Linked DNA regions of Mus musculus: region 2 is linked to region 1. The links are chromatin contacts, called in public HiChIP or PLAC-seq maps. All regions are on one chromosome and are shown on one strand. Each heading gives the region's core, a stretch centred on a gene start, on an enhancer-like site or on the middle of the called end of the contact. The rest is flanking DNA. Distances are from core to core; before and after follow the strand shown.

Evidence for each region. HiChIP or PLAC-seq counts read pairs in DNA pulled down with a chosen protein or histone mark.
Region 2: an H3K27ac HiChIP or PLAC-seq map of neural progenitor cells shows a contact between it and region 1, with 5 times the contacts expected there. The contact joins the promoter of Chl1 here to the enhancer-like site in region 1. A contact is called at or near these places in 6 of 39 promoter capture datasets (the C10 cell line, the HPC-7 cell line, embryonic stem cells and 2 more), 9 of 484 Hi-C or Micro-C datasets (LSK cells, bone marrow-derived macrophages, cerebral cortex and 5 more), 13 of 115 datasets of contacts at active chromatin or transcription factors (astrocytes, bone marrow-derived macrophages, embryonic basal ganglia and 7 more) and 3 of 9 other capture datasets (adipose tissue, embryonic stem cells and pancreatic islet).

The regions. Positions count from the first base shown.
Region 1 is chr6:103,349,797-103,354,182 of GRCm38.p6, reverse strand. No RefSeq gene overlaps it. Among named protein-coding and RNA genes, the nearest start is that of Chl1, 160 kb to the left of the region's middle. Within about 2 kb of position 1,637, at least 32 of the 459 cell types and tissues checked have an H3K27ac peak or open chromatin away from gene starts, as enhancers often do. A contact at or near this core is called in hippocampal neurons and neural progenitor cells, where this site is marked.
Region 2 is chr6:103,508,449-103,512,834 of GRCm38.p6, reverse strand. Chl1 (cell adhesion molecule L1-like) reads right to left here and starts at 1,959. Exons shown (of 27, transcript NM_007697.2): 1 at 1,686-1,959.

The sequences.
Region 1 (4,386 bases), core at 388-2,887:
CATTTTCAAATGCACAGCCACATTTTTAAATTGTTATTACATGCACATTTGTGTGTGTGTGTGTGTGTGTGTGTGTGTGTGTGTGTGTGTGTGTAATACTCAGTTTATATAACGTTACTCACATATGTGTTTTCAGGACTGGCCATTTGTTACTGGATAACCAGTTGTGTTCTTTTCCTTTGGGAAGACGATTTCTCCCACTCTGTCTTACTTAGTTGCCTATAGTTCTCTCTGAAGGATTGAAGTGTTATAGGTTTTTTTCCTATCCATTTTGGCATGTCTCTTGCATGCAAAGATGTAGGCACAACCCTTAGCACTTGAAAGAAAACAACCAAAATCAAATAGATAATAGTTTAGGATATTCATATATTATAATTACAATAACATACTACTCCCTACTTTTATCCTACTGGCAAACCCAGTGTCTGATACATAATCAATATTCAATAAAGATTTGCCAAATGACTAAGCAAATGAATTACTGTGTGAATACTTGAACTACCAGCATTTGAATGTCAGTGTTCACAGCTATAATGGAAATAAGTGAGAATTTCAGACACCTCATTGGAGTCTCCACAGGGAATAGCAATCAGCCAACCACCCCCAATCAATATTTACACAGTGTGAGCTCCTTCAGGCTGTGTGGGAACTGTGCCTTTTTCATCTTTCTATCACAGGTTGTTAAGGAGTGCCACATACATGGCAGAATTTCAATAAATGCTTTTAAATGACCACAAAAGAAGGGCAAGCTTTGACCCTACCCTCCGAGGAATGCACACTCTATATTTTAATGGCTACTTTCAACATCTTGTGGGTTTCTGCCTACTTGCACTGCAGGTTAAGAGGAGTATCAATACAGTTTTTACTGAGATTTTTTGACATTTTTAATAGTCCATTGTGACTGCTGTCTCTATTCCCTTTTGAAATGAAAAGACAGTGGGTACACACATCTCCTTATGTCTTGATTCTAGCACACTGATTCAGAAATAAGAATCACCACCATGTCATGAGTTACTATGTAGGAGATAAAACAATTCATCTTTTGTCATTAAGTTGTGACACTTGCCGGCATGTGGCCTGAGTTCCAATGAGCTTGGCTTTGTCTAATTCCCTGGGTCATTAACTATGCAATCATAATTATTTTCAGCTGTGCAGATCAGCATTATTTTTCTCATCCATTTTTCTCTTCCCCTTCTTCATCACATCTCAGCATTGATGGAGACCATGAGAACACCATCTGGTACAACTTGTGCATGGGAGCCATCAAAACAAAAGGCAGCCAATGAAAGATGCCCAAATTTCATTAGATGCATCTGTATGCTACTTCAGTCTCATGTCATTTCCCATCCCTCTCGATTTTACTGTAGGGAGTTCAAGGACTCCCCAAGGCTCACTAAATAACAACTATCTGTCCCCAGTGCCAGTGACATCTGAAGAACCATCTCTATTTAGGGTGAAAAATTTGACACCCAGTTATGAATATCTATATTTGCAGAGAATTAACATGTCCTGCTTCTCTACAAACTGACTTAGGCAATTAGAGAGGCAGCTGCCAAGTGGGTATTAACATAACTGGAAATGCTTCCCTGTGCATGAGTCAGACCATCCCGGCTGTTTGCAACACCCTCAATAAACTGCATTGACTTTCATTTCCAAGAAGCTCTTTCATGTGCATACAATGCCCTATCTTGAAGCAACTGACTGGAATCCTACTCAGTAGAAATTGCTCTGCATCTTGTGGAAAGCAAATGAAGTAGAAGCTTTTTGGCTGTATTTTTTCTTTGAGCCCAGTAGCTACCTTTAGGCAAACTATCTGATCTCTGTGAATATCGGCAAAATGGATGGATGGATTTCTTTTGCTATTTTTAGCATCATTTTTTCCATTTTTTTTACTGGTTATTTTTTTTATTTACATTTCAAGTGTTATCCCCCTTCCCAGTTTCCTCTCCACAAGTCCCCTGTGCCCCCTTCCTCCCCATGCCTCTATGATGGTGCTCCCCAACCCGACCACCCACTCCTGCCTCAGTGGTCTATCCTGGGTCATCAAGCCTCCACAGGACCAAGAGGCTCCCCTTCCAGTGATGCCAGTTAATGCCATCCTCTGCTACAGATCCAGTTATCTAGTGTTACATATAGAAACGGGCATCAGGTTTGGTGGTTTAGGTCTGGTTCTCAGAGAGTGAGACAGGAGGATTTTCAAGAGTTCCAGACCAGCCAGACCGAGTTAAGTGAAGAGGCTCAGTCTATAAAAGGACAAAACTAAAGTTGATGAAAGATAAACACAGATCAAAAACAAGAACAAGATGTAGAATGGTATGAAAACATAAGCCAAAAAAAGTAAGTCCTAGTGCACACGTGTTATGCTCCATTGGGAATTGATATTTGTACCTTTACATTGGTCTTTAGGTAGGTGTAATTTTATGTTCAATGAAATACTCCTCAAAAGGTAGCTTGTGAATCGCTGTCTCAGCACTACCTAGGGCACATGTTAAAAGTATACAATCTTGCGTGCTTTCTCTTTCTAGCATGAGGAAGTAGAGATAATTCCTGATATTCATATTCCTAAGTATAGCTAGTATCTACAGCAATCATGAAAAGCATAAACTGTTGAATATTAAGATGCAAGGAATAGGACTGGGGAGATGGCTTACCGCATAAAGTTCTCGGTGTACATCTGATAACCTGTGTTTATATTCCCTGAATTCTGACATCCACACAGGTACTATGGTGTGTACATCTGCACTCTCACACACATGGACATGTTCAGACACTCAAATACACACAAACAAATTAGCATATATTAACTGGGTGTTCACTATGTGCCAGTAATCTGTGGTAATACTATCAAGTTGTTCATGTTACATTGAAGCAAACAGACACCAAAAACCTACAAAAACAACATAGTGAAGAATTTCTGTGAAATAACAAAAAACACAGATAACTTTAAGTCACTCAGTTGAACAATAGTGTGTCAGGAGTGGATGGTCTGAAATTAAAGGCAGGGATAAGACAATTCACATTATTATTATTATTATTATTATTATTATTATTATTATTATTATTATTATTGAGGGAAGCAAATGCCTTACTATAGATAAAGTCTTACTATAGATAAAGCCCTGTCTAGACCTTCTTTTTTACTGGCAGGGCCTCTACCATCTTGGCCACATACATGGAAGGCTGACAGTCAAGTAGATAGCTTTACCTAGGTATATAGATTGTTTATGAGGGAAAAGAGTAAATATGGTATACAGCAAACAATGCTTAGCTTGATACTATGAAAGTTCATGCAATATTTCTTATATGATACCACTTTTAAATGCCCAAAGTGCTATTTAAAAACGTCATTGTCCCTCCTGCATAAAGTATATAAGAACAGCATATCATATTTCAAATATCAAAAGTAAACAGGTTTTCTTGCCAAGAATAAATTCAAAATTTTTGCAAAGATATTAAAGGCTTTAATGTATCTTGTCACATGAGATGAGAATACATAATCAAAACTGAGAAACAGGAAAAACAAGTAATAAAGGATGATGGACAGTGAATATCAATATAAAAATATCAGTCAATAATAAGTATTAATAGCATGACAGACCTTGGACAGTGGTGATACAGTAATGGCTGGCATGTGAATTAGGAGAAAACATAGAGCCTTTCTCCCATGAAACCACAGAGGAAAGAAGATTCTACTCTAAAATCCCTCTATAAGTATATTACCAGACACCTGTACAATGTTTTACCCCATAAAGCAAATCCTGTGTGTCATAGTTGTCTTTTTAATGCTAAGCCACAGAGATATGGTTCCTTTGCATTTCTAGGTCTTCTCCAGTCCTCTTTTAATATCACCTCCCAAAGAAATTTTCTTCCATGTGTATTATTACAAGCCTATTTTATAGGTGCTATGAATCACCATACAAGTACTTCTCACTCCTGTGAGAAGATGCTTAGGAACTTTGTAAGCAGTATACTATAGAAATTTTGATTTTTGCTTTTTAAAAAAAGATGAACAGTAAAGGCTAGAGTGATAGTTAAGCAGTTAAGAGTATTAACTGCTCTTCCAAAGGTCCTGAGTTCAAATCCTACCTACCAAATGCTGGCTCACAACCATCCATAATGAAATCCAACACGCTCTTCTGGTGCATCTGAAGACAGCTACAGTGTACTTAGATATAATAATAAATAAACCTTAAAAATGGACAATAAGTGGAATGTTTAACAATGATAAAAAAGAGAAAGAAAATTATTTGATAATGTATAATTAACTTTTACATGGATATGGAGAGATGGTTCACCATTTAAGAGCACTTAAATGTTCACCCCGGTCCTTAATAGAGGACCTGGGTTCAGTTTCTAGCTTCCATATAGAAGCTCACAACTGTCCAT
Region 2 (4,386 bases), core at 710-3,209, 160 kb before region 1:
GGAACAGAGTATCAATAAATTTAACAAATGTCATTTTCTAAAATTAGATAACACAGAATTTTGCCCTCAATAAAAGTGCCGAGAAAGGACAATCTACCGTATCTAATTAATTTGCGTATTAATTATAACAGCAGCACCACCAACAACAACTAACTTCTGGATAATTATTTCTCATCAGAGAAGGAGGGTAAACTGTCTGCTTGGATAACCTCACTCCAATCTTCCAACTCAAAATGGGATGAATTGATACCCATTAGTAAGAGAGAAACTGAGACACAGAATAAATAACTACTCTAAGCCACACATTCCAGAGTAGATAGGGCTGGAACTCACAGCCAGGCGCGCGCTCCAGCGCTCTACCTTGATGTACCTCCAAGAGTTACCTAGGTCAGCACCCACGCGCACGCGCAAATCTCCCACTATTTCCAGCAGCGGGAGCGCGCTGTGGTGCACACGCCTTCCGCTGGCTGCTACCAGCCAGCTCTTCTCAGTTCTGGCCTGCGGGGCGGTATTGATCTCCTTTCTCCCCAGGCAGAGTCGGAAGCTCCTTCCCCGCCCAGCCGCTCAGTGCCACGCACACCTGCTCGTGCTTGCTGGCTACTCGCACTCCCCGCCCATCCTCTCAACCCGACCGCAGACCACCCACCCAGCTCCCTCGCTGCTTTGGTCTCCAATACCTGAATCATGGTGCCGCTGCTCCTCCCGCCCCAGATTTTTCACAGGAATTCCTCAGCTCTGCCCCTCGCTGAGAAAGTGAGGTTCTTCTCAGCCAAGGGACCCAGGGATGAAGACAGCCAGGTTTCCCCAGCCTCTCGGCTCCAATCCTCTTTCTCCAAATCAATCATTTGCTCCCTGCTCTCTCCCTACGCACACTTTCACTCACGGGAGGAAAAAATAGGAAGAGACAGAGAAAGAGGATAGGAGAGGCACAAAGAGGAAAAAGGGACTGTCCGTGACTGGCATCCCTAGCTCCCGGGGCTTGGCTACAAGGGAGTCATGGCAACCGGGGGACCCCCCGACCTGCCTTCTAGCCCCCACCGTGTTCGGTTGAGATGGAGTGCTCTGCTTCTATCTTTTCCCTAAGCTGGCAGTTCACAGATCGATCATTCATTCCAAGCTGTAGGCATTTAGGGAACACCACTGCAAGCAAGATGCATCTCTAGAGACTTAACAGCTAGATAGGGAATTTGGGGCTGGGGTTAGAAAGTCTGGACCCCAACACCTATAGGGGGTTAGTGGAGAGAAATGTAGTACTTGCCCCCCACTCCCTGAAGGCTATGGTCTATGGAGGGTATGCATCCTCTCCCTAAGGTAAGGAGGCGGGCGGTGGCTATGTTGGAAGAAAGACAAATCAGCCTACCGAAGGTTGGCAGCTTGGAGGTGCAGGGGTCCCCGAAGCTTGTTTACTCCATCCACTGACCTGGAGCTGTCAAAAAATCCAGCCTTAGCCACCTGCGGCGGTGCTACGAAAGGTGGCGCCTCTTCTCAGGTTAGGGAAGGGACCTTGAGCCACTCCCATTTTGGGCAAGGACGGAACCCAGGGATGTGCACCATTTCCCTTTCATAAAGAGTTGCTCTTCTCCCAGGAGCAAGCCCTTGATTTCCTTCCACCTCCCTCAAAGAGTTGACTAAAGGGCAGATGGAGAGAGTCCCATTTCTTGTAAGGCACGCGCAAATAGACTCACCTGAGCCGCCTCTTGACATCCGATCTGTCTGGTACCTTCTCTTGGGAAAACTTCTCCTAAAGCTGGATCACTGGGGCAAAGGGGACCAACGAGGTCCAGCGCCTCTTGGAGAATCCAAGGGAGTTTCTAGTTGGGCGCTTCCCGCTGATCCACACCCCGATCTGCCCACAGAGATCCCGTCTGCCCCCTCCTGCTGTTGGCACAGGTCTCCAGAAGGCTGGACCTGTTCGAGCTTGTACCGGTATCCACGCCCTCCTGCCGGAGACGACTAGCTCGCGCCTCTTTTCTGCTGTCCCCGGGATCTGCTCTGCCACCCTCACCCACACGGCTTCTTTTCCCTCCCTCTTACACACACTCCCTTGGGACAAGAGGCAGCTACAGGCTTGAGACTTTGGTTTTATGAAAAGCGAGGGACAAAGAGAAAACTTTGCTTGTCATTTTTAACATCTCTAAGCCCTCAAAGAGACAGGGTAGCTGCCGGGTTCGCCTTGCCACTGAGAAACCGAAAAGAAACCCCTCCCCTCTGCTCCCTGGTCCACCCTCCTCTGTCCACATTCCACACACAGGCTCCCAGTCTCTTTTACCCTTTGCTGTATGGCTGAGGGGTGTGGTACCTTGTACCACTTTTTTTTTTTTTTTCTTAAAGTCTTGCCGGTTTTGCTTCTTTATTTAGGAGGGCGATGGGACTTGCAATTTAATTTACAAAAGAACCATCTCCATTAGCTGTCAAATCAGTGCAGGCATAAATTTAAAAAGCTCTTCTACTGTTATCTAATGTACAATTTGTGCCCCACTACCATCTGGACTTCTCCAGATTGATCAGTGACGTTTTCCTATTTACTCTCTATTAATACAGCGCTATAGAATACAAGCTTTCCTTGCTTATTCCCAGCGCCAAAGCCCACTCCTGATGTTGTATGTATCTCTTTTTACCAGCAAACATGATGTTTGTTTTAGGGGTGCAGTAAAGAGGGGCTACAAACTTTGGCAATCTAACTGGTGAGCACACTCTTTCATTATTTTTTTTCTTCCACACATTGATGATACTTTCGAAAATGTTCATACAATGTTGCTTTAAAAAAAAAATCCTGTTGCATGTAAGTGCTCTTTGACAGTAATGGAATTACTGACTTCTAACTTTTACTCCACGGAGGTTTGATCTTACAGTCTTGTCTTGTTCTCATCTAGTGCACTAAACAATGAGGACATTTATGGCTCTGTGCTATCCTCAGAGTTGGATGTCATGACTGGGATCAACAAGAAGGACGGAGACTTGGGATTCTGCCTCAGAAGCAGTTACATCAAATGTTTTGAAATGAATAAATGGGCCTTTCCATGTTCATAATTTCTAACCTTGAGGGCTCAAGGCTGTTAGTTCGTGTGTGGGCACAATTCCTACTGACTGTGCTGGCATATTAGAAATGCAAGTGAGGGCAGGATGTGTCCTAGGTTTAAACTGTGCTACTGGAGTGATTCCTCTGCCGGAGGCATCATTATTCATGCGGCATGTTTTCTAAAGTAGAAACAAAGGAAACTGAAATAAATTCCAACAAGGAAAATACTGAGCCTGTAGGAAACCATTTCCAAGATTTAGGAGCCCCAGGAGAGATACAAAGCCAAGTTGGTCTCAAATTTACCACTTTCTGGGGTGGCATTTCCTGGGCAAAAGAAACAGAAAACTCTATTTTGGCCAGAGAAACACAGAACCTTTAAAGACTCAGCTTTCTCTTCACTGGCATTTGTTTTATGGACACATTAAGATCAATAGATTGATGGGCAGAATATAGGAAAATGTGTGCAGCTAGCTAGGTATATGGGTAGGTAGGTAGGTAGATAGATAGATAAATACAGAGATAGATAGATAGATAGATAGATAGATAGATAGATAGATAGATAGATAGAAAGAAAGAAAGAAAGAAAGAAAAATAAGCACGCAGATTTGAAGAAAGGGGAGAGATACAGACATTTCCCAGTTTTCTCTGTGTTAATAAACACTGGAGAAAGTCAATGAAGAAGATCATATCTATCTTTTAGAGTTAAATGTCCTAAACTATATTAGATAATACTAAGGCACAATAGCCTGAAATATAAATAAAGTGTGAGTCTTTCATAAGGATTTTCTTTATGAGCGCACACACACACACACACACACACACACACACACACACACACGCTAGTTCTGAGCCTCTGATATCGAAGAAACCTGCATATAGATTAGAAATATTAATAGTTGCCTGTGGGCAACTAGAAATATCAATTAAATCAGCATATAGCAGCTTACTTTCCCAAGGCAACCAAACTTTCAGAAAGAAAAGATGAAGGAAAAATGTTTAGAAATATGGGAAGAGGGAATGAGAGAGGAAATGAGGGAGGGAGGAAGGGAGGGATGGAAGGAGGAAGGGAGAGAGAGGAGAGAGGGAGAGAGAGAGAGAGAGAGAGAGAGAGAGAGAGAGAGAGAGAGAGAGAGAGAAGAAGAAGAAGGAGGAGGAGGAGGAGGAGGAGGAGGAGGAGGAGGAGGAAGAGAGGGAAAATGATAAACCAAGAAAGAAAAAAACTACTTATTCAGAGGTCTGCTCAGTAGAAGCTGATACCTTTAAATGTCTATATCCAAGAAGTATCTCACAGCCATCATCTCCATTCATGAGCCCATATTTTTATACAGTAGCAAATGCAGGCAACACAGCTATGCTTGCTGGCCAAA